Regions from separate parts of the Mus musculus genome. Here regions 1 and 2 are each linked to region 3. The links are chromatin contacts, called in public HiChIP or PLAC-seq maps. All regions are on one chromosome and are shown on one strand. The core of a region is the stretch at or near the end of the contact, and the rest is flanking DNA. Distances in the headings are between cores, read along the strand shown. Region 1 holds the start of Sesn2 (sestrin 2). Region 2 holds the start of Dhdds (dehydrodolichyl diphosphate synthase). Region 3 holds the start of Wasf2 (WAS protein family, member 2).

What was found. HiChIP or PLAC-seq counts read pairs in DNA pulled down with a chosen protein or histone mark.
Region 1: a contact with region 3 is called in an H3K27ac HiChIP or PLAC-seq map of microglia, with 4 times the contacts expected there. The contact joins the promoter of Sesn2 here to the promoter of Wasf2 in region 3. A contact is called at or near these places in 2 of 115 datasets of contacts at active chromatin or transcription factors (embryonic stem cells and microglia).
Region 2: a contact with region 3 is called in an HNF4G HiChIP or PLAC-seq map of pancreatic cancer cells. The contact joins the promoter of Dhdds here to the promoter of Wasf2 in region 3. A contact is called at or near these places in 2 of 115 datasets of contacts at active chromatin or transcription factors (embryonic stem cells and pancreatic cancer cells).

Annotation. Positions count from the first base shown.
Region 1 is chr4:132,508,878-132,512,623 of GRCm38.p6, forward strand. It overlaps Sesn2 (sestrin 2), which reads right to left and starts at 1,579. Exons shown (of 10, transcript NM_144907.1): 1 at 1,187-1,579. The coding sequence starts at 1,276.
Region 2 is chr4:133,998,423-134,002,402 of GRCm38.p6, forward strand. Dhdds (dehydrodolichyl diphosphate synthase) reads right to left here and starts at 2,460. Exons shown (of 9, transcript NM_001362959.1): 1 at 2,303-2,460; 2 at 1,847-1,971. The coding sequence starts at 1,909.
Region 3 is chr4:133,128,660-133,132,407 of GRCm38.p6, forward strand. Wasf2 (WAS protein family, member 2) reads left to right here and starts at 1,974. Exons shown (of 9, transcript NM_153423.6): 1 at 1,974-2,069.

The sequences.
Region 1 (3,746 bases), core at 329-2,828, 620 kb before region 3:
GGCGAGGTGTCCTTTCTGCATACAGATTCCTAAACCATATGAAGAAGCAACAGACTGATGGCTGCCTCCAACGACCCCCCCCCCCCAAGACATTTCCTCAGACATGGGCTGGTTTTAAGATCATACACCTTGGGACTACCACTGTACCTATTTCCAGCCCCGGCAATAGACCTTCCACACTGCTCTAGGCTTAGAAAATCAAAAAGGATCAGTATCTTCTGCAGTGCCAAGCATTCTCCAAAATCCTAGTCACACACAGTCCAGAGAATGAGGGCTAGGCCTCTCTCTGTCCCTTTCGGGCCTCAATTTTCTCATTCTGTAAAATGGGGTTAAAATACGTTTTGTATTTGCTGTCTTTGTCAGACAAAACCTATATCCTGGCATCTAGTAGGTGCTCCATACACGACATAGACTATGTCCACTATCGAGACTGCTGGGAGGGAGACGGGGGCTTTATACTGGCATTATACCTTGTCTCCCTGTGAAGTCTCTCTACGCTCTGAGGAGACAGCAAAACAAACTTTGAGGACCCCAGAACAATTTAATAGGAAGCAATCTATCAAGGGACCAAGGGTTATCCGCTTTCTCCCCTAGCTCTCTCAGGCTGCCGCCGCCGAGGATCAGGCCGCCAGCCAGACCCATAAAGCACTCGGACCAGTCTCCAGATCGGGGGTGCAGGTAAGGACTGAAAAAGGGAATCGACCTTCCCTGGTCAGTCCCAGGTGGTTTACTCCCTTCGCTGAGCGACAGGACCAGAAACCGATCCTAGAAAGAGCTCCCAGCCCGCCTGCCCCCACCGAGAGGAAGGGATTCTGCGGAAGGGGGCGGGGAGGAGGAGTGGTCGGGTCTCTCCGGCCGGGATTTGCCTGGACTTGAAGACGCTCGCTTTAGCAGAGAACAAACCCAAAGAGCCACGAGAAGGCGTCCCCTCTCATTGGCCAGGAGTCCGAAGGAGCCAGGGAGGGCTCCGCATCCCCCTCCCTCCCAGGGTGGTAGTGGGGAGGGTAAAGAGAGAGAGGGCAGTGGGGAGGGGAAGGGAGAGCGGAGGCTGCAGTTGATGCAACCCTAGCCCTAGCTTACGTGCTCTCAGACCCTAAGCCCGGGGGGAGCGCACCAGACTTAGACCGGGTCTGCCCGAAGCTCGGCGGTGGCTGGAGGAGAGCGGGTTCGCCCGGCTGTTGCTTACCTCTCGGGTCTCGGGGCCGGCCACACCACCCCTGGTGAACGGCAGGTAGCCCTTGATCTCGGAATGGCACTCGGAGTCCGCTACGATCATGGTGTACGCCAGGACCCGGCCGCGGCTCGTCCGCGCCTGGGACACCCGAGGGGTCTAGGTCGGGCGCGCACAGGAGGCCGGGACTAGGGGTCGCCGGGGAAGCTCGAGATCCCCGGGCTGTCTCTCGGGATTAGGAGAACCGGCGCTACGGCGATAGACACTCCTTTCAGCCCAGCTTGGAAAACTGCGGCCGGCCTCGGAGGCCTGAGATTGGCCGCGGCGCAGAGGTTTTCACGGCCCGGAGTGCCTCGGAAGTCCGCAGTGGCCAGCGCTGCTCGGGAAGCCGGCGCTCCTCACCATCCCCACCACGGAACTGCCAGCGCTCGCCCGGCTCTGTCAGCCCGCTGCGGTCCCTGGGGGAGGGCGGGGACACAAAAGTCCCACGGCGCAGCCAATCAGATGCCTGTTTCTCGGGGAGGCGGAGCCGACACCTCCCTCCGGAGCCAACCTTCCGTCCAATCAGCATCGACAAGCGCCTGGGAACTCTGGGAGCTGTAGTTGGCCTCGCACAGATGCTGCAAACTTTTGCATGAAGGCGTTAGTCAGGTCTCTGGCAATACCAGATGAGAGTGACAGCCCAAGGAGTCATTAGGGCTGCGTGATGAAACGGGACTTCACGGGGCTGGGCCAGACAGCCAGGTGTGAAATCCCTTCTGAGTAAGTTCTTCAGCTTTCCAGTTCCTGGAGGGACTGGTTAGGTCTGCAGAGAGTTCTAACCACACACATCCAGTTCTTCTAATTATAGATCAAAACCCACAAATTTGAAGCCAAGAGCCACCACCCTGTCCCCTCAGGCCCTGAGGGATCTGCACCTTCAGAAACACTAAACCAAGGAAATCACCTTATTTGTGGAGTCTCTGGAAAAGCCCTCACTGAAATACCCTTGACAATCTCAAATTTAATCTCAATCCTCATTGCTACAATTTCCCCTCTTCTGTCCTGCCTTGGGTGCCTTCACACCGCCTTCCACCCTCCAGGCACTCATGGAAACTTTGTAACTTAGGTGTTTGGCTTGATCTATTTCTCACTTCTCCCTCTGGCCACTCCTCTCTGACTCCTCTTTTTCCATCCACTCCCTAAACGTGGGTGCTCTCCTAGTTTCTGTTTTTAGCCCTCTTTTTCTCTAGACATTCACTCTCATGACTTCCCTACACTCACCTCTTCCATCCAGATCTCAGCACTTTACCCTTGATTCACCCATTCACTTCTACTCATCTCCTTCGCGGTTTTTCTTCAGGCCTCTCCCGTTTCAAGTTTCTCTTTATTCTGGTTAAGGAGTCCTAGACAGAGCTGGAGCTGATTAATCCTCTCAGTTCCTGCCTGAAATAGTCTTGAGTTTAGGCTTATGATACCAAAGGTGATCTCCTGACTTGGTCTAATGCCTTCTGTAGGGAAGGGAGTTCACCTGCATGCTCCTTAGAGCCCTAAACTCGGGCTGGACCTTTCTCTCTGTGTTTTAATACTTTCCATACTGTAACTTGTGTTGTCATATTCTGTGTATTTGTCTTATCTGAAAGTTTTTATTATAAACTTGTTGAGGGCAGTGTCTACATTTAGACTTTTTTTTTTTCTTTCTACCTTATGCCACCTGGCACAACGTGCTTCTAATAATATACCCTTGGCCACTGAATATCCCTTTGGGTTAATTCTTTTCTAAACAACTCTATATCAGATTCAGCTTTCTCCTTAAAAACATAGACTCAGCCGGGCATGGTGGCACACGCCTTTAGTCCCAGCACTTGGGAGGCAGAGGCAGGTGGATTTCTGAGTTCAAGGCCAACCTGGTCTACAGAGTGAGTTCCAGGACAGCCAGGGCTACACAGAAGCCTGTCTCAAAAAACCAAAAACAAATAAACAAACAAATGCATATACTCTGTGGGATGAGGATAGAGGATAATATTACAGTGTCCACTTAGGACCCCAAGGCCTTGGATTCTATTCCCAATACCACACAGACACACGAACAGAAATAACAATAATGTCAGTAGCCAGGCTACATTTTTTTTTTCAGTATTATTTCATCAGCTACTGAATAAAGTGAAACCTCTAGGTGGATCCTCAAGGCCTGCCAAGATACGTTTCAGCCTACATCTTCAGTCTTATCTGTCACACCCATGATCCTTCAACTTTTTCAATACTCCTCTGCAAGTTCTACTCCTTGAAGTGACAGGGAGCCTTTAGAGCTTTCATCCTGTTGGGGGCCTGAGTGAAGCCTTCAAGATGCTGCTCCCTCCGGAAGCCCCCTTCAGCCCTGCTGAAAAGTCACCTTGCCCCTGCTCCTCAACACCTTTAACCTCCTCCTGGCTCTGCTTACCAAACACATGGAGCTTCAGTACCGCATTTACAAGCCTTACCCCTTCCTTCCAGTTAATGGACTTTATTACCAGCCATGTGTGAAGACACTTCCATTTAGAAAGGTAAAACTGATTGTCAACCACACTGCATTTTTTTTTTTTTGACTGCATTAAGC
Region 2 (3,980 bases), core at 1,210-3,709, 870 kb after region 3:
TTTAGTGTGAGTGTGTATGTGTGTGTATGTCTGCAACTGTGGAGGTCAGAAGACAGTTTTTAAGAGTCCGTTCTCTATAAGAAGACTGTGGTCCCAATCCCTTCAGTTGGGATGGTATGGCTTAGGGGATGATTTACAAATAAATATGGTCTTAGAAAGGGAAAAACAACAAAAAAAAGAAGCTTCGACTGAGGGATCTCTATCTCTCCTTTCTTCTTTTCTTTTCCTTTCTTTCTTTCTTTCTTTCTTTCTTTTTCTTTTTTCTTTTTTTTTTTTTTAAGAGACCAGACCTCTGTTTAGGCAGGGAATAGAAAGTGAGATGTCAGTAGAAGAAAGAACTCTGGGAAAGAAGGAGGGGAGAGCTTTGCTGGGAAGACATCATGAACAGGATGCGTGCACCTGAGTATAGGTGACCAGCCAGGTGGCACAAAGTAGGCTCAAATAAATGGCATAGTTTAAATTATATCTAGTCAGAGAAGAGCCTGGCTATATGACCAAGGTATTTGTAAATATATTTTGAAGCGGAGTCTTGTTTCTGGGAGCACGAGGGTGGGAGGACGAACCAGGGCCTGACTTCTACAGCTCTCTCCTTCTGCCATGTAAGCTGTGAGAGCCGAATCCAGGTTGCCACACTTGGTGGCAAGAACCTTTATCCGTTGAGCCATGAGCCATCTCTCACGCTCATCCCTCCTCTCTCCTCTGCCTTTGTCTCCTACACTTATTTTTGCCAACACGAGGCAAAGTTTCCTAAGGAGAGAGTTTTCATTTTTTGGACTCCCTGTGATTATTTGACATTTGTAGGTATGTGGAAATACAAGGCTTACTGACGCAAATTCACTGTTAAAACACTGCTCGACAGTCTGTATCTAAAAACTAAAGCCAGGCTGACTGGCTTGCATCCAAACCTCTCTCAGGCACAGAATATGACATGGCTGTGACTCCTGATGGGGGCCTTTGATGGTTGAGCTGGTAAAGGTACTTGTCCCAAAGCCCGATCCTGAAAGCTGTTCTCTGTACTCTAAATGTACACTATATATCACCATACTAAGATAAATAACGGACTGGCACTAGATATTGTGCCACGTTCTTTGTGTATTTCTTTTTTTTAATCCTCAAAAAAGACAAGTTTGTTAAGCCACATGGTTGGTAAATAACAGTTTTCCTCACGGATGTCTGTCTCTAGAGCAGATGGTTAAAGTTTTAACCATCAAAGAACCATTAACTCAGAAGACACTGCAAGGAGAAACCGATGGAAACGCTGGGGCAGTGGTTCTCAGCTGTCCTTATGCTGTGAGCCTGGGATATAGCGCCTCAGGTGCTGACTTCAACCATGAGAGTATTTGCACTGCTACTTTATAACTGCCATTCTGGTACTATCGGAAATCGTAATGTCAGATACCTGATATCCGACCCTGTGAAAGGGTTGTTCAACCTCTGAAGGGGTTGGGACCCACAGGTTGAGAACTACAACTCTAGTGAGACAAATTTCTGTTCCCTCCCATTCAGAGTCACAGTCTCTCTTCCTTTTTCAAACTCAGAGTCTTGTGAATACCAAGAAAGCACCTGACCAGTGAGCTCTTTTGACACTCTCAACGGCACAATTCAGTTTTCCAGAAGGAAAATCTAACAGTCTATGTGATCTAATGATATTAAGAGACCCTGATTGGCCTTAAAAAAAAAAAAAAGTCACACAGTACAATAAATACTAGAAATGCAGCCCTTCAAACTACATTATAATTTCAAGATTCTCTCTTTACTAAATTCTACTTCATTGGGATTGCTACAATTTAATAATGAACTACTCAACTATCCAAAAGGTCAACTTTTCCCCCGGGGTACTGCTCACCTTTATGATGTTAGCACAGAACCGTTCCCACAGTGACAGCTCTCCTTCTTTGATCCATGACATAGTTCTTGCTATGTCAGAAATCACACAAGAACAACAACAACAACAAAAAACAGCCAGATAACCTTGAATAAATGAAAAGAGAGAGAAGTCATCCTTGCTTGCAATAAAACTGACTAAAGAGACTCTGCTGGACTGTGGCAGGCAACACGCGTCTGAATCCAGAGACTGTTCTAATCCGCTCAGGCCTCTACAAGCCAACGGGAGACCTTTGGAGCAAGGTAGTTCCCACTTTCTTATCCTTACGTGCACTGATTTCTTCCAAATATCCTGCCACATCATGGTACCTACATCTTGCTTGGTCAATCCCCACAACTTCCTTCTCTATTGCCCCGCAAACCATTGCTCACTCTAAGCTAACCAATCACTACCCTCCTTGGATGCCGCATCTGTTACCTCAATGGTCACTCTCCCGGCTGGACTTTAGTGTTTCCCGCAGCTAACTCCACATCCAGCTTCCCCTCCTCTGGGTCTCTGTGTTTACTCCCCACCTAGGACGCAGGAGAAGGCGCTTTTCCACCACTCCCGGGCGACTTACGACTTGGCGCTGAAAGAACACGTCACCTCTACGTGATTGGCTCCGCCTCCTCCGTCCGTGGTGGGCGGGGCCGCCCCTGCGTACTCGGGGGCGGAGCGGTGCGAGTTCTTGCGAGTTGGCTATTGGTGGCCGCTCTCGCGGGGCGTGGAAACAGCGCCTGGGAGGCCGAGGTCACGTGAGCCGATACTCCTACCTCTTGGGTCTCCTATTGCAAGCCCTGCACGTTAGGCGAGTTGAGCCTGAGGGATCGAGATGTGTTCGGCCCACGCATTTGCGTGGTCTCAGGTGTTGTGGCAGTTTGTTAGGGAGAGAGGATGCGGTTGCTCCACCTCAAAATTGAGTTTCTCTATGGATGATCGCAGTGCTTATATTATGGGAGACACGGTAATGTCGTATTTTGACAGTCCTCCTACCTCAGTCTCCCCAACTGCTGGGGATATGGACGTAAACCATGGAAGTGAACTGCGTTTATTTAAAAATTTGTCTTGGGCTGGAGAGGTGGCTCAGAGTTTAAGAGTACCGACTGCTCTTCCAGAGGTCCTGAGTTCAATTCCCAGCAACTACATGGTGGCTCACAACCATCTGTAATGGGATCTGATGCCCTCTTCCGATGTGTCTTAAGACAGCGACAGTGTACTCACATACATAAAATTAATCTTTAAAAAAACAAAATTGTCTTAAAAGTGTTCTTTTAGCCGAAACTGATGGCACGTCGTCACTGAACTCAGCACTCAAGGCTGAGGCCATTTGAATTAGTTAATGTCTTTTCTGCTACGTAGTAAATTTAGTCACCCTGATCTAGGGGATACTGTCTCCTCAAAAAATTCTGACGTGTTTTTTTACTTGTCGCCTTTTAATGCTGCTAACGCATCAGAAGGGTTTCTTGCGCTGGTCACTTTTGGGGAGCGATGCAAAGCAACTTTATAATTTGCAGATTCCGAAGACCCACGTTAATGAACTTAGGAGGACAAGTCAGAAAGAGCTTTACTCTTAGGACTTCCAAAACCACAATCCGTAGCATTTGGGAATAGAGCCCTAGTGGTAGAGTTCTTGCCTAGCAGGCTAGAAGCCCTGGGTTCAGTTTCCAGCCCAGTATAAAAAAGCATGGTGGCAGCGAATGCAGGGCAATCAGCAGTTTAGGTCACCTAGGGCGTTTGAGGCTAGCGTGGCCTACACAGGAAAACTCAACCTCAAAACTAAACAAAAATAGAAACAATCTTAAACATACAACAAAACACCATAAGCCACTTGTGGAGAGCTTTGGGGGTCAAGCAAGAACTCAAAAGCATTAGCTGTATAGCTAGTCTGAAGGACTTTTAGATACCTAACAGAACAAACTTGGGCCTGGACTGGGCTTCGGGAAACTTGCCTCCTCAAAAGTATTATCATCATCATCCATTGTCTTGCCTCTTGATGTATTTAATGATACAGGGAAGAAGTTGTTCTGCTTTCACACACACACACACACACACACACACACACACACACACACACACACACACACACACAAGCCAAAAAACTGAACTTTCAGTATCT
Region 3 (3,748 bases), core at 724-3,223:
GAGGCAGAGGCAGGGAGATCCCTGGAAGTTTCAGGCCAACTTGGCCTACACAGTATTCCAGAACAGCCAAGAGCTACATAATAGAGAGACCCTGTTCCAAAAATAAAAATAAAAATAAAAAAGATCCAGCATCCGGCCACCTCACTGAGGGCCCCAGTGAAATTTTCGTTTGGCTTCTGTTTGGGTTATTCATTGACCGGTCATCTCTTTTCTCTTCACTTTTAGAACGCTAGGAACAAGTTGACCATATCTCTGGGGGCACTTTTCTTCTTCTTTTTTTTTTTTTTTTTTTTTTTGGTTTTTTGAGACAGGGTTTCTCTCTGTAGCCTTGGCTATCCTGGAACTCACTCTGTAGACCAGGCTGGCCTCGAACTCAAAAATCTGCCTGCCTCTGCCTCCCAAGTGCTGGGATTAAAGGCGTGTGCCACCACTGCCTGGCCACTTTTCCACAAGAATATTGGTCTAGCTGGTTTTACAGTGACCAGAGTGAAAGAAACAGTCACCCAGCACCCTTAGGACCATCCTGGCCTGTTAAGGGGATGAGAAAAAAAAAAGCCATTTTCAGGTGACAAGATGTCACAGAGTAAGAAATACAGGAATAGATGCTAAGTGGTGTAGGTCTGAGTTCTGTGGTCATTTCCAACTAGCTGGGTGGCTGCGGGAAAACTGTATCAAGTATTCAGGGTGTTGTATGTGTGCGTGTATGTTGTATGTGAGGATGGACCAGTGCAGGCCAGAGAATCACCTCAGGTGCTGTTCTTCAGGCAACTTTTACCTTGGTTTTAGTAACTGGCTCTCTCATTGGCCCAGTCTGGAGGAGCAGGCTAGGCTAGGCTGGGCCTGTGAGCTAGAGCTCTGCCTGTCTCTGCCTCCCCAGCGCTGCGAAGTCAGTATCATCGGGCCTGTTAGGCTTTGTTTGGAATCTGAGTTCTCAAACGCAGGTCCTCATTCTTTCAAAGCAGCACTTTACTGACTGAGCCGTGTCGTGTCGTGACCTCCACCCCACCGCCCTCACACCGTGCACCCTTTTTGAAAGGAAGCAAAGAGGGAGGCAGACGTGGCGGTAACAAAGCCTGCCTAAGATCCATTCTTCCACAAGAGGCCAATACCTGCTCTACAGAGATGCTCTAGTATACTAAATGTGCTAAGCCGGACTCGTCACGTTGTCACCCAGCCGCAGCATTTTGTATTCTATAAGTCACTTGGGAGTGTATTCTCAAACTGCCCACCTTCATGGACTGGGACGTGCCAGGGCCTACTGCATCTATTTTGTAGAACAAAGTGAGAACTAGGTAGGCAGCAGTTGTCCGAAGTTGCAGAGTGAAGTGACAGGTGTTTGGCTCACCTGACAGTGGCCTCTCAGAACTAGCTCCCAATCTCAGGATGCCAGCTTCACCCGAATACCTATCCTTTGGGGTGAGCTGAAGCCTATGACTCACTCGCCCCCACCCGACTTTCGGTCCCGCTTGGGACAAGGCGTGAAGGGACAGAACGATCTGCCACTTGAGGGGTGTCTACAGAAAGTTCATAGGCTCGGCCTGTTCTTTACACAAAAAACAGGCTGGCTCTCTGGACTCTAATAAAAATAAATCGTGTTTCAATACATGTTAGCCGAGGTCTTTCCCTGTCTTAGCAGATATTTTTGTACTTAAACTTGGGCGTCGATGTACCTTTAGTCCCATCTCCACTTCACTTGGTTTGTCCTCGCCTCTGTTTACTCCGATTGCGGAAGTCGCTCGGGTGGAGTTCCCGGGACACTACCTTTGAATACGTCTTTTGCGTACTTATTTAATTGGCATTGGATTCAGACCAATGGGATAGCTGGGGGCTCCGGGCGGGTGGGGCAGGGAGCCAATCAGAACGGTTGGCGGGGTGTGGCTGCGTCCCGGGGCGGGGAAATCGCGTAATGGCGGACTCAGGCCGGTGGAGTGCGGCTGGGGGCGTAGCGCGCTGAGGGGGGCGTCCGGCTGAGTAGCAGCCCGCGAAGCAGTAGGCTGGAGCGTTCTCCGTGGGGACGCGGACCGGCTGCCCAGCCCTTCATGTCGCTGAGGGCGACTGCGCGAGGTCAGGTGAGCAACAAGTCCCCCTGGGCGCGCCCGGCTGTGAGAGGCGAGCGCCGGCCCGGCCACCCCTGCAAGGGTCCGGTGGCACCGGGTGTCTGCTCTGACGGTCGCTGGTGCGGCTCGTGTGTTGTCAGCGCCGTGGCGACACCTCAGGGGTGGTGGTGACCCAGAGTGCCCTTCGGAGACTAGGGAGGGTCGGCGAAAGTGGCCCTACCACCAACCCACTGTGTGTTCTTGAGCAAGTCACTTCCGTCTTCGGGCCTCAGTTTACCATTTGTAAATAGACTTCACCGAAGCCTGTGAATTGGGTCTCAGCAACTCCCCGAGCTCCTGGACAAGTTCATCTCCAGGCTGAGCCTCAGTTTCCATATTTGGACCATAAAGTAATTGAGGTGCTCTTTGGGGACCCTGGCTGCTAGGCTGGGGGTAGGGACATTGTGGAGGAGTGTGTGAGCACGCGCACATGTGCACAGAATGAGCCCTACAGAAAGGAGCCTTGGCTTACGGGCCACTGGTACCAATGCATGGGTGCTACCCAGATCGTGACAGGGAAGGGCTAAGTCCTGTGGTCCTTTGAGATGAGGAAATGTTCATAGATTCAGAGATCAGGGGTTACCCTTGGCGTTTAAGCCCAGCACTGAAGAGGAAGAAAGCCAAGGAAAATGTTAATGGTTGTCCTACTATGTGCCAAACCTTAGGTATAAGTGCTTGTTTAGTTTTTCCAGCTGTCCTTGTAAGTTTACTGGTGAGGAAGTCAAGTAGGTTTCAGAGAAGTAACTTGCTCAGGGTGACACCGGAACGTGTGGCACTTACCAAAGTGAGGGTGTTTCCTCTGGGAAGCACCGGGCGCGCAGGGATAAGTTAGTGTTCTCTTACAAAGTTTGCTTTGTCATAAATGGAGGGAGGGGTCTAGCCTGGAGAGTTGATTTCACTTTTGGTGTGGAGACAGGCTAGGTCTTAAGCTCAGGATTATTAATTATAAGCCCATCTCCTTTTCTTGCTTTGTGACTAAGGAAGGGCCATTTCTGAGTGTTAAAAATCACTTCGAAGTGTGTCAGGACAGCAGAGGATTCCGTTTGAGTCCCAGGCAGGTGTCACCAATATTTGTTGTATAGAGACATGAGTTTTGACTCCAGGTGGTGTCATCAGAGTGTCTTTCTCTCCTCTGTACAAAGGCTACATTTTATTGGGAGGGAGAATTTATCCATCTGTTGTATAATTTCTTTGGGTTCCTTGGGGCTAAAGTTTCAATGGCCTGCCTGTGTTCAAGTGTAGCCTTTCTTTCTTTGTTCTTTCCTTATCTTGCAGATGAGTAAAGGCAGTGGACTTTGAGTAGGAGTAGCTGGGTACCTTAGCCCTTAAGTTTTCCAAACCGCCAGAGCTTTGGGTTAATCAAAATAGCAGGTCCAGCTGTGGGTATTGTTCTCATGTGCCAGTGTTAGGGAGGGAAATCCGAGGAGGAAGTTGCTGAGAAAGAGGGCGTTTCTGAGCTGTGGAGCCAATATGTATTTTCTTTGTTTGAAATTCTAAAACCAGAAAAGCAGCAGCTAGAGGAAGGAAGGAAAGGACTTGCAAGCCTGCTTCCTGTCAGGGAGCTGTAAGGACTGTCCCGGGCCATGTGGGAGGCACCGCTTGCCCAGAAAAAGGCAGTTGAGTTGGCTGGACTTTGAGAACGGTCTTCTAGA